2 separate regions of the Rattus norvegicus genome follow, and region 1 is linked to region 2. A link is a contact called in public Hi-C data. All regions are on one chromosome and are shown on one strand. The core of a region is the stretch at or near the end of the contact, and the rest is flanking DNA. Distances in the headings are between cores, read along the strand shown. Region 1 has its middle 140 kb from the start of Adgrl2. Region 2 has its middle 240 kb from the start of Adgrl2.

What was found. Hi-C and Micro-C count contacts between places; a contact is called where the count stands out from the background.
Region 1: a contact with region 2 is called in a Hi-C map of the A7r5 cell line, with 1.9 times the contacts expected there. The contact joins two enhancer-like sites. A contact is called at or near these places in 2 of 12 Hi-C or Micro-C datasets (the A7r5 cell line and liver).

The regions. Positions count from the first base shown.
Region 1 is chr2:240,350,088-240,353,808 of GRCr8, reverse strand. No RefSeq gene overlaps it. Among named protein-coding and RNA genes, the nearest start is that of Adgrl2, 140 kb to the left of the region's middle. Within about 2 kb of position 1,463, at least 8 of the 93 cell types and tissues checked have an H3K27ac peak or open chromatin away from gene starts, as enhancers often do. A contact at or near this core is called in the A7r5 cell line, where this site is marked.
Region 2 is chr2:240,252,193-240,255,801 of GRCr8, reverse strand. No RefSeq gene overlaps it. Among named protein-coding and RNA genes, the nearest start is that of Adgrl2, 240 kb to the left of the region's middle. Within about 2 kb of position 2,016, at least 2 of the 93 cell types and tissues checked have an H3K27ac peak or open chromatin away from gene starts, as enhancers often do. A contact at or near this core is called in the A7r5 cell line, where this site is marked.

The DNA of each region.
Region 1 (3,721 bases), core at 214-2,713, 99 kb before region 2:
ATGTTTCATGTATTTAGATGAATAGAGGAGGGGGTGATACATGTTTCTCTCAATTCAAGCTTGAAATTCAGGCTTAAAACTGAACTTTGCTTCCATGGGGTGGGATGGGTCCAAAGATTTGAACTATAAAATTTTTACCCATTATAATTTTTCGTAAAAAAGAAAGTAGGAACAACTTGAAAGGATTGCCTCCCAGAAGGTTACTGGAAGGAAGCCAGCTTGTCTTATTTCTTGACCTTGACGTTTTCTCTAAGGATGGTCCTCCCCACCACATATTTCACTAAGAAAACAGTTCCAGATCACCTCCTTTCTGTCAAATGACTGCATTAAATCTCAAGCTTCAGTAGGAAACGTTACTGACAAGTGGGGGAAAGTGAGGTTGCTTCACAGTGTAATAAAATTAAGATGTTTCAGGTAAGAGTGTCTTCCAGGTGCTCCCTGCCCATGGCTTTGAGACCTCAAAGAGCACACACAGACCAGAGCATGAGGGTTAGAGTTCGGATGACTGGGACTGGATTTGAGGTAAATCCTGACCATTTTCACTACGTTCAGAGTGGGGATTTCTGCTGGGTCAGATTGAGTCTCCAAAGGGCCACACACAAGGATAGCTGAGACCACCACCAAGCTGGAAAATGTGGACGTCTTGAGGGTAGAGCCTCTTCAAGCATCATGTGCCTTGCCCACACTATTTGTGCGTCCTTAAGAGGTATTTAGTACTAGTGGGGACTGTCAGGAACCCAAAGTTCATCTCAAGGTAATGTGGCCACTAACCTGAGCTGGAAAGTCCAGAGAAGCAACTTCCTGTCAAAATCAATCAGACAGAACATGAACAATAGCTCTGACATCCCCAGGTAAGGAGAAAGAGAAAGAGAGAGAGAGAGAGAGAGAGAGAGAGAGAGAGAGAGAGAGAGAGTGTTTCAGTAGACCTCACCACCTCACTGGCATCCCCCTCCCTCCCCTGAAGGCATTCCTGTTCTCAGAAGTCTTGACAGGCAGGTTCGGTTTTAAAAGCCTATAGTTTCTGGAAGTTTTTCTGAACAGGTTGTGAGATGTCATTATGTGTATGGATCCTAGTGTACAAACGATGAGAGTTTGAAGTGACAACTGATCCCTAGGAAATCCAGTGCAGGCAAGCTCACTTACTCTTCAGCTGCTATAGGTCACACACACACACACACACACACACACACACACACACACACTCACACACACACTCACACTCACACTCACATACACATGTATGCACACACACAAGCTCATGCACACACACACTCACACACACGCACACACACACATACACATGTATGCACACACACACGCACACGCATATGCACATCTTTCTATGTTGTGCTATCGAAGCTGAAAGCCTTGTGGAAATATTTCAAAGGCATAGTAATCCTTAAGCAAGCCAGTGCTGTGAGCCTAAGAGACCAGTGATGACTGATGGGTCTCCGCATAGTTTTTCACAAGCATTTTTAAATCATGAGTCAGAATTCGGCTCCAGAAAAAACATTCTATCGTTCCCAGCCCACATGGCTTTCTCATTTGACTTTATTAGGAAAAAAAAATTCCTTTGCAGCTCTCTTAAAAGAACTGGAGAAGAGACTGGGGAAAAGGAGGTCCAGGGACCCAAATAGGGACCCATCTCAAAAAGAGGCTCCAAGGCCTGACACTATTGCTGACACTATAGTGTGCTTACAGGCAGGAGCCAAGTCAGACACAGATCCTTACTCCCAACCAACGGACTGAAGTTGGGGATCCCTGTGGTTGAATGAGGAAAAGGCTAGAAGAAGCTGAGGAGGAGGAGCACCAGCAGTCTCAACTAGCCTGGACCCCTGAAATCTCTCAGACACTGAGCCACCTGTGTGTTTTATAAAGATGAGGGGGAAGAATGTGTTTGGTGTTTGTGTAGTCAGGTGTGTGGGAAGGAGGTGCCTCCACGGGCCCATGCTGATCCCTTCACACTGAGGGACCATCCACAGATGGTTTAGTATAGAATAGAGTTCAGGCAAGGCATGGCATGAGGAGGGGAGTTCAGAGGATAGTAGAGACAGAGAAAGGGAGAGAGAGGGAGGGAGAGGGAGGGGGGCAGCCATGAGTATTCAGAGAGAGGGAAGAGAGGAATGGGGCAAGAGGGGGAGCCGGACAAGAGGACAGAGCAGGAGCAAGAAGGCAAGAGAGAGGAGGGGCTAAGCAGCTCCTTTTATAGTGAGGCAGGCACACCTGGCTGTTGCCATGTAACTGTGGGGTGGAGTCTAGATAAAATGCTAACACCACCAACCAGGCATCATACACTAGCTGGTCCAAGGACTCGAAACAGACAGCAGAAGACTACCTGGTCTGGCCTCAGTGAGAGAAGAGGCACCAAACCCTTGACTTGAGGCCCCAGGGAGTGGAAAGGCCTGGCAGGGTAGGGATGGGAGTGGGGACATAGTCTTGGAGGGGAAGAGGAGGAGGAATGGGATTGTTGGAGGGCGAACCAGGAGGGGGATAATGACTGACCTGTAAAAAGATTAAAGATAGATAAATAAATAAATAAATAAATAATAAATAAATAAATAAATAATCGTAAGTAAATACAGGCTGACAGGACTATAGCGATCTAACATGAGCAGTAACAATAGCTGTTAGAGGCTGTTGACCAGAATGAAGACTCACTAGTGGTTTTCTGACTTAAGTATCGATCGTAATGATTTTTGCGGCTTTTACACGCAAACATGGGCTGTCTGATTTTTACAAGATAAACCGAGTAGATTCGTCCGAATCACTGTGTCTTGTTGAAACAGAAATACACTTGCCACCGTGTCCCTTTGCATAGCTGCTGAGGGAGCTGGCCGGCTGCGCTAGTTTTGCTCAGTGCTCCTCTACCCAGTCCTCTGAGTTTTCATTTCCTACCTCGAAGGGAAGAGAGAGAGAGAGAGAGAGAGAGAGAGAGAGAGAGAGGGAGGGAGAGAGGGAGGGAGGGAGGGAGGGAGGGAGGGAGGGAGAGAGAGAAGATAGAAAGGAAGATAAACAATTTTCTCAAGGGCTCCCAGCTAATGACAGTACCCACTTCAGATGTCTTCTTTGACGAGTCTGAACATTGAATTTGCTCGGAGGTCAGAGAAGATTCCCCCTCCCTCATGGTTTGGTCTCTTCCATCAGAGAAGAAGCGTCTTAAACAAACACAGAAACACTTCCCGGAAGCAGACCAGTTAACCGAGTTGGAGGTCAAAGGTGATGCTGACCATCCTGGTTATTGAATTATCACTTTGGCTATAACTCAATTAAAAAAATCTCCAGGAAGGAGCTGTAATGTAGGAGAAATGTCAGGATTTGAGTCACAGCATCCAGTTTTTGATCTTCATCTGACTAAAAAAGTAATACAGATTAACCACTTTGCAATGGAGCCAAAACTCCTCTCTCTCTCTCTCTCTCTCTCTCTCTCTCTCTCTCTCTCTCTCTCTCTCACACACACACACACACACACACACACACACACACACACACAAAGATATCAGAGATTTTATTTTTATTTCCCTGTACAACCAAACACTAAAAAACAGCCAAAGTCGTGTGAAGAAAATCACAGCACCTCAGTCTCCTTGCGCTCTTTTGACATGTTATTTACTTTTTTAAAGTGCGTTTCATCATTGAGGGTTTTCAAATATTGTCATCTCCCTGTCTTTTCACTCTCTGAACAGAAACGTGATATTTTGCTTTAAACGAGAAATTTTCACTA
Region 2 (3,609 bases), core at 767-3,266:
TTTTAAAAGGACAATGGCACTGTGTATGTTTGTTCTGGGGTTGGGGATAATACTTTATAAAACCACACTGCACTGTTTTGTCGTATGCACTGACTATTCGTCAGTCTAGCTCTCTCTGCTACTAAGAAACTCCTTGCTAAAGCTGCCTCCAGGTACATAAAGCTCTTGATCAAGCACGTGGTCCAGTGTGACTTGGTTTTGTTGTCATCGCATGGGCTGTCCCTGTCAGCCTGGGTCATAAAACCTTTGGATCACTGGTAGACAATCATCAGCAATCTAGGCTGGATGATTTAATTGTCAGTTCAGACCTGGAGAGCTCTGACTTGCTCTCCATTTACCAGCAGATATCCGTGGGCCTGGGATTATTATCACTGTTGGAACAAATGATTTCCTGTACCAAAAAAATATTCAAAGTATGCCAACGGGGCAGAAGATAAAATGAACTTTGACTTTAGCTGTGATAAGGGACACTGAGTAGAAGCAGGAAGGAATGGTGGGAAACACTGGGGCTCATTTCTTGCAGGCAGAACAGCTCAGGATGACTTCACCTTGGAAAGGACTCTTGGAACTGGCAAAGAAGGGCCGAGGCCCAAGAACAGAATCGCAGGCCTGCACATAAACATTTCTGGAGCCATTTATCTTTCCTCGAATCCAGTGGAAGCTAAGGAGCGCGGCACAACATGCACCATCAATCTCTTCCAGAGCTGAATCCCACCTCATTAACGGCCTTGACAATGAGGCAGAATTTCAAATGGTTGTGAAGCTATGCCTATGGCCAACAGGAAGAACAAAGGTATTGGGCAAGTGTGTTCTTGGTGGTATATGCTGTCCCTGTGAAAGGTTTGATTCCCGCCCCCCCCCCCACACCACATAAAAATCCTCTGAGCCCACCTGTGCCTGATGTCATTACCAGTCCCCTCAGCTTTAGGGCTCTCTAGATACTACAAAAGGCCTCTTTGCTACCCATTGGAATTCAAAAGACTTGAAAGGCCTGGAGGAGGCACTGTGGAGAAGCTGTGGTTGGAATGAAATACTTTTGAGTGGAGGAGAACCAGTTTCCCACTGGTCTCTGAACGTGGAAATCTTAGCATTTTTCCCCTGGGAGATGAGGTGTTGAAATCAGATTGCTGAAGCCGTGTTACATGAATGAGAGCTTAAAAAAGATTAAAGAAGTTTAAGGCAAAGTTCAGATATATCTTTACTATCTTCCCCAGCACATTGACACAAAGGATTAAATACAGTTTAACAGGAAAGTGGAAAAATGATTTTAATAGAATATGGTCAGAATTCTGCAACTCAAGGATGGTTATCTACAGTCCCAAAAGTAGAAGAGTCTCACATAAAAATCGAGAAGTCATTGAAGTTGTAATGACATTCAGAAAAAAATCTCTATTTATTTTGACCTGAGAGAAGGGGGTAGGGAAAAATAAATCTCTCCTAGGAACCAATATTTTATTTCATTTTCTTCCCGAGTCACAATTGTGCCTGATTTATTGTTAACATCTCCCCCTGGCTGAGGTTACTAAAGCCCCAAGCTGTGCTGGAAATATCTTTACAGTGTGCACAAACTTCACATCAAATAAATATTCCTAACAGATATCAGTGCAACTGAGCTAAGAAAACAAAACCTACTGGAAAGTCAAATCTGTGCTACCTTGTGTATATCTCATCGGGAATTCAAAGGAGGCCCCTTTCCTGGTACTTATTTTTCAAAATTAAGTGAAGACCGAGATGATACTTTAAGACATTCTACTTTCACTGTATACAGTGTAGAGAAAAAAAAAAGGTCCCCTGGGTGCTTAGCTTGAAGAGCACCCAAGAGATTCTGAGAAAGATACTTTTTGAACACTTCAACTTCCTAGTGTCTTTTCACCAGTCAATTAACATAATTCGACAATTATAGGTATAAACATTTTATAGGCACTTGGTGGCAAAATGTTGAGGAGAGCTGATCTCCATCCACGGATGCTGGCAACACTCTCCTAGTTCTGGCAGGGCACTTGAAGGAACGAAGGAATGTGCTCCACACTATTAATAAAACTCAAAGCATATTTCATCTTGACACCATATCACAAGTTTGACATTGCAGCTTCTCTCGCAGGAATTTTGAGTCATCGAGACATCCCCCAGCTACAGCCCTATCTCAAGTAGATGATAATTTGATTCAGACTATTTTAACACATGCCAATATGTGTATCTCCCCGTGCAAAGCAGAGGTGTGCCCACAGAGGGAAGACAGGTTAACTGACAGGACAGCACCATTTCTGTGAAGTTGTGTCTCAGTAGTTTAACAATTCCTTAACTCTGACTCACTTTTACTATTTCTTCTTCTTCTTCTTCTTCTTCTTCTTCTTCTTCTTCTTCTTCTTCTTCTTCTTCTTCTTCTTCTTCTTCTTCTTCTTCTTCTTCTTCTTCTCCTTCTCCTTCTCCTTCTCCTTCTCCTTCTCCTTCTCCTTCTCCTTCTTCTTCCTCTTCCTCCTCCTCTTCCTCTTCTTTTCTTCCTCTTCCTCTTCTTCCTCCTCCTCCTCCCCCTCTTCCTCCTCTTCTTCTTCCTCCTCCTCCTCTTTTTCTTTTTCCTCCTCCTCCTTTTTTTCTTCCTCCTCCCTCTTCTTCAAAAGTGCTTTTACAAACAGGACCTTTGAGAAAATAAAATTGAATGAAACTCAGAAGTTGTTCACTTTTAACTATCTTAATAAGATTCAATTTTCAATGAAATATATTTTGGGTCTTAAATGATTGAAGTGGTGTGCTAAATAGCCACGGAAGTATTTCCCAATGCAAAAACCCATGTCAACTTATCGGCATGGCCAATTTTCTAGTATCTTAAACAGCGGGGCCATTGTGCGTGTGCCTAATACTGGAGACTAGCCTCAATAGGCCAAGAGGAAAATAAATCATAGCAAAAGGCATCAAGGAACTCAGATATTAGGAAAGGGAGTAATAGTGGGGGGGGGGGAGCTCTGAACCTGTGCCTTCCCTATGGTACGCATTGCCTCCGTGCATCCACTTGGTTTGGGTCTACGTTTCCTGTTATTTAACAATTTCATCCCTGTTAATTCACAAATGAAAAACAAGCCCTATTGCGTCCAAGAATGCTCAGAGCCAATGGCATTAGCCACTTTATGGTAATCAATCAATAAGACTTGTTTTTAATAGCCACTCCTGATATCTGTACTCATGCTTATGAACATAGAAAGGACATATTAGTCTCCTTTGTTCATTTTCAGGGTTTTCAACTCTAAAAAATAATTAAGCAACAGCGGGTGTTTGCATGCGTGAGTGCAGGTGCATGCAGGTGGCTGTAGGTGGGTGACCAGAGGACAGTTCTCAGGAGTCTGCTCTCTTTGCTGGTCTGTGAGTCTGGGAATCCCTACAGGCTGTCAGGGTCACTTGGACATACCTCTGCGTGCTAAGTCTTCTTGCCTGCCCAGGATTTATTCTCTTACATTTTCTTTGTTTAATAAAATTTGAGGGGGATAGGAAAGTGCTTTTTACTATCAAATGCTTACCACTTAATCTGAGGTTTGTACTAAAAACATCGGGCTAGAGAGCTATGTCAGCAAGTGAGCACTTGATGCTCCCCCAGAGGAACCAAGTTAGGTTCTCAGC